Regions from separate parts of the Sus scrofa genome. Here region 1 is linked to region 2. A link is a contact called in public Hi-C data. All regions are on one chromosome and are shown on one strand. The core of a region is the stretch at or near the end of the contact, and the rest is flanking DNA. Distances in the headings are between cores, read along the strand shown.

The links. A called contact is a pair of places that touch in the nucleus more often than the background predicts.
Region 1: a Hi-C map of skeletal muscle shows a contact between it and region 2, with 4 times the contacts expected there. The contact joins two enhancer-like sites. A contact is called at or near these places in 1 of 5 promoter capture datasets (liver), 12 of 47 Hi-C or Micro-C datasets (embryonic fibroblasts, fetal liver, heart right ventricle and 6 more) and 1 of 2 datasets of contacts at active chromatin or transcription factors (skeletal muscle).

What each region holds. Positions count from the first base shown.
Region 1 is chr14:102,910,133-102,914,562 of Sscrofa11.1, forward strand. All of the region lies in intron 3 of PCGF5 (polycomb group RING finger protein 5), which reads left to right. Among named protein-coding and RNA genes, the nearest start is that of PCGF5, 85 kb to the left of the region's middle. Within about 2 kb of position 2,534, at least 3 of the 83 cell types and tissues checked have an H3K27ac peak or open chromatin away from gene starts, as enhancers often do. A contact at or near this core is called in skeletal muscle, where this site is marked.
Region 2 is chr14:102,587,161-102,592,174 of Sscrofa11.1, forward strand. RPP30 (ribonuclease P protein subunit p30) reads left to right here. Exons shown (of 13, transcript XM_001924771.6): 7 at 1,798-1,914; 8 at 2,505-2,534; 9 at 2,939-2,976; 10 at 3,365-3,444. Among named protein-coding and RNA genes, the nearest start is that of ANKRD1, 23 kb to the right of the region's middle. Within about 2 kb of position 3,646, at least 2 of the 83 cell types and tissues checked have an H3K27ac peak or open chromatin away from gene starts, as enhancers often do. A contact at or near this core is called in skeletal muscle, where this site is marked.

The DNA of each region.
Region 1 (4,430 bases), core at 1,284-3,783, 320 kb after region 2:
GTTAAAACAAAATAATGAGGAAGGCTAATCTTAGTACTATTAATTTTTAAAAATTTATCATACATTCAAAAAAGAATGTATAAACATTTATGTAAAACAAAGAATTTTTTAATGACTACCCTTTGACCATTTACTTAGTGGTAGGTACAATTGTTACACCAAATAGTAATAATATAAAGAAGCATAATCTCATTTTGTGTGTGCGTCTTTTCTAGGGCCACACCCACAGCACATGGAGGTTCCCAGGCTAGGGGTCTAATTGGAGCTGTAGCTGCCAGCCTACGCCAGAGCCACAGCAACGCCAGATCCAAGCTGCGTCTGTGATCTACACCACAGCTCACAGCAACACCGGATCCTTAACCCACTGAGCGAGGCCAGGGATCGAACCCACAGCCTCACGGTTCCTAGTCAGATTCATCAACCACTGAGCCACGAGACGGGAACTCCTTTAATCACATATTTTTAAAGCTGGAAGTGATGTGTAAGATCCTAATCCAAATCCTATTTCAGCATTAAGAACTGAAATTTACAGAAGTGACGTGACATTGGGTAAGGCCTCAACAACCTCAGATATCACTTCTAGTTACAATCCAAGTGTCCTCACCGCTGAGCTCATTTTCTTCCCACTGTTCCCACCCCAGCTCTACCACAGAGCAGCTGTGTGATCTCAGGGAAGTACCTATCACAAAACAGAGCTAGCTCTTCTCTAGAGAGCCATTATTAATGTTCATCTCTCAGTGATGTTTGCCTCATTCTATAAATCTGGATTTGCAAGTCTTAGGTTTCAGACTTTTTTTTTTTCTATGTAAGTGCCTTTGGTTGGAGTACTTTGTCTACACGTAAATGTCAGGCCCGTTGGTTTTCAAAGTGTGGTCCCCAAACCATTCATAGTTAGAAATGATAGTTCTCAGACCCACTGTGTCAGCAACTCTGAGAGGGGAGCCCATCTCAGCAAGCTCCCCCCCCACCACCACATGATTCTGACGTATGCTGACCTTCCAAGAACTGTAGGTCTGTTGTAGTCTGTAGTCCTGAACAGGGCTTCTGCCAGGTGGCTTTGTATCAGTGTTTTGAATCGATGTTATCCCCCAGCACACGATTAGCAGTGTCTGGAGACACCTTTAATTGTCAGGACTGGGGGTGAGGGGTCTGCGGCTGGCCCTAGGGTAAGGCCTAGGGATGCTGGTGTTGCTGGACATCTTGCATTTCAAAGGACAGCCCCATCCCCAGAGATCCAGCCCACAATGTCAGTCAAGAGCCTCTGTTTAAATAATTCAAAGGATAACAGAACAAACTTTTCTCTCAAAAAATCTTTTTCCTGATGCTTTAGAAAAAGCTATAACAGTTCGTAATTATTACCTACTCCATTTTAAAGTGCTATATTGTTAAGATAAATTATCTCAGCTTTTGTTTTGACAAATTATCTTAGCTTTTGTTTTTGACTGTTAGATACATGAAGTCACTAATCCCTTAGCTTAAGTGTATCACATATTTATTTTTTTAATCTATTTATTTGTTCGGTCCCACCTGTAGCATGTAGAAGTTCCTAGGCCAGGGATCAAACCTATGCTATAGCAGTAACCAGAGCCATAGCAGTGACAACACCGGATTCTTACCCCACTGAGCCCCCAGGGAACTCCCATCATATATATTTTTTAAACTTTTTATTTGAAATTAATTTAAAACTTACAACAAGTTGCAAAAATAAAAGTAGTTCAGGAGTTCCTGCTGTGGTGCAGTGGGATCAGCGGTGTCTCTGAAGCACCAGAATGCAGGTTCGATCCCCAGCCGAGCACAGTAGGTTAAATGATCTGACATGGGCTGTAGCTGTGGTGTAGGTCCCAGCTGCAGCTCAGACCTGATCCCTGGCTGGGAACTCCACATGCTAGGGTGTGGAGAATAGAGGGTGGAGGGGGCCAAAAAAGAAGGAAAAAAAAAAAATAGTGCAGGGAACACTTGCACTTTTCACCTTAGCCGGATTACTCTCTTGCTAACATTTTTATCTCATTGTGTCATGTGCATGCATGATTGTTTGCTCTCTACTTTTTATGAACCACTTGAGAGTAAGTTACACACATCATGGCTCCTTATCCTAAATACTGTAGTGTGTATTTCATCCAACATATAACCACAGTACTGTTACATTGGTCTAACATTGTAATCTACCCCCCATTTCGTCAGTTTATCTAATGATATCCTTTATAGAGCCTTTTTCTCCTCCTATTCCACTAAAGCTATTACAAAGGAAGTTTATTTAAAGACATAAATTCAGAGAGATAATAAGAATAAGAACTTGAGTATTCTTGGGGCCCAGAATAACTCCTGGAACTTCATGAATTCTCAGTAAATACTTATGGAAAGCATAAGAAGGGATGGTAGCAGCGTGAACATGGAGAGCAGAGTGGTGGTGGTGATGGTGGAGCTGGCCTGAGTGTACTAGGAGGCTTTCTCTCCGTGGCCCTAACTGGGCCACGTGCCACCCTGGCTGGTGGTGTGAGGTTTTGAGCTGATTTATCTCTCAGGCTGGACACATTGCTGCCAGAACATGATCGTATTTTGTCAGCAGGATGTAAGGGAGAGTTAGCCTTCTACAGTAGGTCACAATCAACAACCTTCCCTCCTCGGTACCCTTTCTCAGGATGTGCTGTGAGAGGCAAGCATGTAGCATGGGGAGAGGTGAAAGAGTATGAAGCTGCACAGCAGGCGGGGAAAACAAGCAGCCTGTGTCAAGCTGTTCAGGGCTGTGGCCAGAGCCACGTGGGGCTGCTGAGCACTGCCGATATAGCTAGGACACCTGAAGAGTGGAGTTCTTAACTTTTTTTCCTTTTTTTTTTTTTTGGAGCTTTAGGGCTGTGCCCATGGCACATGGAGGTTCCGAGGCTAGGGGCTACAGCTGCTGGCCTACACCACAGCCACGGCAAGCAGGATCTGAGCCATGTCTGCAACCTATACCACAGCTCATGACAGTGCCAGATCCTTAACCCACTGAGCGAGGCCAGGAATCAAATCCACCTCCTCATGGATCCTAGCTGGGCTTATTAACAACTAAGCCATGAAGGGAACTCCTTGGAGTTCTTTTTTTTTTTTTTTTTTTTTTGTCTTTTTGCTATCTCTTTGGGCCGCTCCCGCGGCATGTGGAGTTCCCAGGCTAGGGGTCGAATCGGAGCTGGAGCGTCCGGCCTACGCCAGAGCCACAGCAACTCAGGATCCGAGCCGCGTCTGCAACCTACACCACAGCTCATGGCAACGCCATATCGTTAACCCTCTGAGCAAGGGCAGGGACCGAAACCCGCAACCTCATGGTTCCTAGTCAGATTCGTTAACCACTGCGCCACGACGGGAACTCCATCCTTGGAGTTCTTAATTTAAATTCAATAAAATGAAATACCTGTGATAGCGTAAATACTTTCCCATTAAATAGAAGCTATTATAAAGTAAATAAAAATGGCTAACTGAATATATTATTAAATATATTTTAATACATATTAAGATATTCTCATTTTTTATTTTTTGTCTTTTAAGGCTGCACCCACAGCATATGGAGGTTCCCAGGCTAAGGGTCTAATTGGAACTGTGGCCACCGGCCTATGCCACAGCCACAGCAGCACCAGATCCGAGCTGCATCTGCAATGTACACCACAGCTCACGGCAACGCCAGATCCTTAACCCACCGAGCAAGGTCAGGGATAGAACCTGCAACCTCATGGCTCTTAGTCAAATTTGTTTCCACCACGCCACTATGGGAACTCCTTTATTTTTTAATTTAAAATTTGTTTTTTGTCTTTAGATATTTTCAAAAGAACATGTAAAATACATTTGTTAATATACGTGCTAGAAAATTTTACATTAGATATTTGACTCTCTTCATATTTCTACTGGACATCACTGATACAGATGGTAGGAGGAGGGTGGAGAACTCTATGAGGAATCATTCATTGGGCAGATATTAAAGGGATGCCCGTTATGTCCAGGCACCATTCTAGGTGCTTGAGGCCCATTTGTGGGCAAAATAAAGATTTTTGTCTTTGAAGAATTAATATTTTTGTAGAGAGAGACAAGAAGCCATCTCACACATAACTTGTATGGTACATTAGGAAGTGAAAAGTGCAAAGGGAGGACAGGAGAAGGTGCTGTCAGGGGTGGGGAAGGACATCAGGAGTGTGAAAGGAGGACAGATGGCAGTTTTAACTAAAATGATGAGGATGGGCGTCATTGAAAAGGTGAGATCTGAGCACAGACTTGCTGTCTCCATGGGAATTAGCCATGCGTAATCTGGGGAATGCGAATGCTTGTTCCAGATCTAGGGAGCAGCCAGTGCAGCAGGCCTCAGTCGAGAGTCAGGAGGGCACCTGCAAATTGTCTGAGGAGCAGCATGGGGGCCGGGGCGGCTGGGCAGTGGGCCAGGAGTTCAGAGATCGTGGGAGTCCTGA
Region 2 (5,014 bases), core at 2,396-4,895:
AGTCTGTTCAGAAAGGGAGAATGGAAGGAACCTGCCATACATATGAATTCAGTCAAGGTGGGCTGCCAATTCTGGAAGAAGACAAGTTTTTCCATTTCTTGAAAACGGTCAGGAGTAGATCGCCAGCAGTCACAGCTGGTCCAGTCCCAGTTCGACCCCTGGATGATAGAAACTCACTTGCCAGGCAGAGACTGGGACCGCACTGCCTGGTCTTGCCTGCTTTCCTTCCTTTGTTCATTTAACAACCACAGCCACCAAGTGACTTTGCCTTGTGACTCTGATTATCACCTCCATGCTAAAATCCCTAGATGCTTTACGTGGCTATTAAGGTTAATTCTGTCTCAGTTCTAAGGATCTTCCTGTCTTCTGTGGCCTCCACTCCCCCCGCCCCAGGGCTCTTCTCCTCCTCCCTTCCCCAACCTCTGATGACCTTCACATGCTACAAGGCTCTCTTCAACCCTAGAGCCTTTTCACATACTGCCACCTCTCTCTGCAAATGCTCCTCTCACTGGTATTTAACTCCTCAGTTCCTTCTTCACCCACTCCCAGACTTCTGGATGGCACTTTTCACAGCAGAAATTTTACATTTCTGTATAATGATTTGATGATCTCCCCCACTAAATGAAGCTTTAAAAGAGAGAGACCACATGAACTTTTGCTCATCGTTCCCATGCATTCTGTTGTGAATGGGTGAAGATTTGAGTCACTTATCAGGGAAGCTGAGTAGTATAGTGGATTTCAATACCATTGCCACCACCCCTTCCAGGCTTTCTTACCTGTGGATGGATGCCTACTTAATAAGAACACCTTAAATAAAGAAAGAAGTTTCTGGAGTTACCGTCACTGCTCAGCAGTAACAAACCATACTAGTATATATGAGGACTCAGGTTTGATCCCCGGCCTCTCTCAGTGAGTTAAGGATCTGGCATTGCCATGAGCTGTGGTGTAAGTCACAGATGCAGCTTGGATCTAGTGCTGGTGTGGCTGTGGTGTAGGCCAGCCCTAAAAAGACCAAAAAAAAAAAAAAGTTTCTTTTTCTCACGTAAAAGGTCTTATATGTTAAGCTGAACAAAATTGTCAGGGGCCCAGACTGTTTTCATCTTTTTTGCTGGGCATCTGTGAGCTCAGCTTAAAATCAGGGGCTCTATGAGTAAAGAAAAAGGGGGAGGAGAGATATCTGGGCAGTTAGTTATCGCTGTCACAATGCCTTATGAAAGTATTTAGGGGTGAAATAAATACAGAAGACTCTTAGCACAGTGCCTGGCACATAGCACTCAACCATGGCTGTTAATGTTTCTTCATTCAGCATTAGGCGTAATAAATGATTTAACTGGGAAGCTTTCCACCCCTGTTCTTTGGACATTTTTCCTCCTTTAATTTCTTCGTCTCTTCATTCTTGGATCAAGTTACTTGGTTTACTGTTTGCAAACAGTTTACCCTGCGTGTAGGGAGCACATCTCTGGTTTCCCTTCTGATAGTTCCTGGAGTAACAGCCCCTCTGCCTCCCCACTGGGAAGTTGCTCTCCTTAGCCTCTTTGTGATGCCTGTTTATAGAAAATCAGCTTCCTCACAGCTAAGATGAACTCAGTTAATCAAATAGAGACACAGATCTGTTTTCTTCTCTCATGGATGGTACTGTTCGGGCACAAATCTGCCTTTATTGAAGTTGTACCTGGACATGCAGGAGGTAGGCGGAGAGGGGGGCATGTGAGGAAGGAGGTGATGGGGGAAATTTAATGAAAATAGAGGAAGCATATGATTAGCCTTGACAGCTTATTTTCTTTACTTCCTGTGAAGGCAATTGACCGAGGCGTGGCCTTTGAACTTGTCTATAGCCCCGCTATCAAAGACTCCACAATGAGAAGGTACACAATTTCCAATGCCCTCAATTTGATGCAGATCTGCAAAGGAAAGGTATGGTTCCATAATTTTAGAATGTTTTTCAAACCTAGCAGTTTATTATTTATTTATTATTTATTATTATTAATCTTCTGGGACTCTCAAGCTGATCCCTTTTCCTTAAAGCAGAAAGTGCTTGAGGCAGAGGAATAAATCCTCCCATTTCAGTGAGTTCTTCCAATTTTAAGGGAAAGAAAAATATTCTGAGGAGGAGTAGTATGAGTGGGGAAAAGGAGTGTTGAAAGCTTTTATCTTTCAGTAAAGAATCTGCCATTTACCTACTGTGAAAGAATAGTCTAAATAATAATTGTCATCATTGAGTTGAATGAAGGTTATAGGACCTTTTCAACTACTTTTTAAAACAAATTTGTCTTTTTTAAGATCTGTTGGGAAGGCCTTTTCTATTTCTTATCATAGGCTGCCTTTAGTTTGCCATGAGGCCTGAATTCCATCCTTTCCCCTTAGTTACCTTCTCTTTGGAAGAAGTTGGTATTTATGGAGCCTTCAGTCTTAAAGTGTGATTGCTGGTTATTTGTATTATAAGACTCTTCAATTTTTTTCTCACATTTATCTGAGATTAACATTGATTACTTTCTATTTTGTAGAATGTAATTGTATCTAGTGCTGCAGAAAGGGTAAGTCTGACATTAAGTACTTTGTTTTCACCTTTCAGTTATAAAACTTTAAAAGGTTTCTAGGAAAGAAAAATAGTAATGTAATGAACATTTATTGGATGTTTTCATTTTTAACTGCATGTATTCATTGTAATTGCTGAAGAGTAAAATTTATCCCCATTCCTTTGGGGCTGCACGTTTTGTTTATATAAATAGTTTTTCCTTTATAATTGTGGCAAAATGCTTTTCAAAGATCTTTTATATTTTCAAAGGCTTAAGAAACCCATCAGAATTATAAGGACTTAAATTTATGCAGTTGACATCCTTATTTTTAGATACTTAAGCATCCTATTTACTGAAAATGATATCATTGAAATGTTATGAATAACTTCCCTCATATCTATTTTTTGTTCATTTTATTTTAGCCTTTAGAAATAAGAGGCCCATACGACGTGGCAAACTTGTATCCTTTTCTGAGTAAGAAGTCATTGAAATTTTCTTTAGGAAATTTGGAATTTGGCATGTTATTCTTTAACAAATTTTTTTTTAATCTTTTTTTTATATGAATGTGTCAGTTAATAGCTTCAAAAACAGGTTATATCAAGTTGTAGAGGGTGTCATCCTTTTGTTTCCAGATTGAGGATGAAATAAGAAAAAAGGAAGAAAGGACTCTATAAAAGCTTAGAGTTAAATGAGTCTCGTCTCAAATGCATATTCCGTTTGGACTAAAACCATGGAATTAAAGTGTCTCTCTCTTGGTGTGACCAGGCAAGTTGGCATTTTCAGTTATGTTTCTGTTAGTCTCGTGTCCTCGGCTGACTCTGGGTTGAAATCCTTAACAACCTCACCAGAGGGTTGCTGTTCGGGCTGTCTGAAAGCGATGCCAAGGCCGCAGTGTCTACCAACTGCCGAGCAGTGCTTCTCCATGGAGGTGAGCAAGTTCTTCCAAGAAAAACGCCTCGTGCTCATGTTTAGAGCCAGTTGTTTCTATCAAACTGCCGGGCCATATCTACTTTTATCATCTTGCCCCCACAGAGTTCCTTCAGGGTCATCTTTTCTCAACCTGATTAAGCATACCCATCAATGCTTTCTCACCCTTTACTTCAGGCTTTATTTTCTGTAGTTTGTGGAACGAATATAGTTCGCCTTGCAGAGAAGGGTATTGGATGTGGCTGCCTTCTTTCAGGATCTGCGTGTGCATTTCCCCACCTGCATTTTCATGGGCTTCTAATCGCCCTTTCTCCTCCAGAGGGACATCTTTCCCTGCTGAAGATCACTGTTTAGAGAACAGGAAAGTTAAAAATACTTGTTAAGCCATTTATGAGGAACGCAGAAACACCAAGTACATTTTTAAAAATCCAGCTAACAAACTCAAAGCCTAAGTTTTCACATTTATTACAACTTGTGATTCTTTTCTTATTTTTTGTTTATACATGTTCAGGAATGCACAGATGATACATTTTTTACTCACATTTCATTTACCATGTATCTACCTCCTCACCTTGAATTCCACTGCTTGAAAGCACTGAATTTCTTATTCATCAGATGATAAAAATTGAACTAGAAGTTTTTGATATGCCAGGACTTTGGAGAATGAAGATGAGGTTTTATTAAAAGAAAAAAGCGTATACTTCTCATCTGCTGTTTTATCTTCATTCTCTTTGTAATTTTAGCAGTGGTCAGGAAGCAGTCTACTTGGTACCACCCAGGTGAACTTTAAATTTCAGAACTGGTTGCTACGTCTAGACTAAGTATGAATAGTTAGATTGAGGGCTTGTGTGTTGGATTTCAATGATCTGATTTCCACTTGGGAGAACTGGTTACTGTATTGACTTAACCGTAAAATAGATGATTTTGCTTTTGTATTCAACAGTTTTAGTTTGAGATTGTTGCCTTAACCCATTACATACATTCTGGAAATGACCAAATTAACTAGAATTTTATCAAGATTTTCTTGAAATTAGGGAACAGTTGGTTCACACTGGTAGTTCTGCCATTATTTTTGTCTATTTTAAGTGCGTGTAAGGAGTCATCAAGATTTTGGATAACAATTAGTGTTCCAAAACAGACCAAGTCAAGAAAGGGAAACTAATTTTAAAAATGCAGTAGGGGAAAATATGAAGTTCTGCTCTCGACTTCAGACAACTCAGCTGTTTAACATAAGAAATCTGCGTAAAACTAGGCTATTATAGAAGCCAAACTAAAAGAAGTCTTGTGGGCTTTAGGTCTAGCCCCGGCCCTGCTCTCCTTCCTGCCTCCACCTCCAGGGAGCCCGCGGGTGGTGACGGGGAGGCCTAGGGCCTGGTTCACAGCCGAGGTGGCAGAGCCTCTGGAGAGGGACGGCAGGCGTCCTGGCTCGGAATGCCCCCCAGCCTCAGGGTGAAGGCACAGCTGCTCCTTGGTGGGTGCAGCCCACTGGCACAGCTCAGCGCGGTCCCTGCCCTCCGCCCTCCCATGTCCCGCACAGAAATAAAAGGCACTCGGCCGTCCTGCCTGGTCAA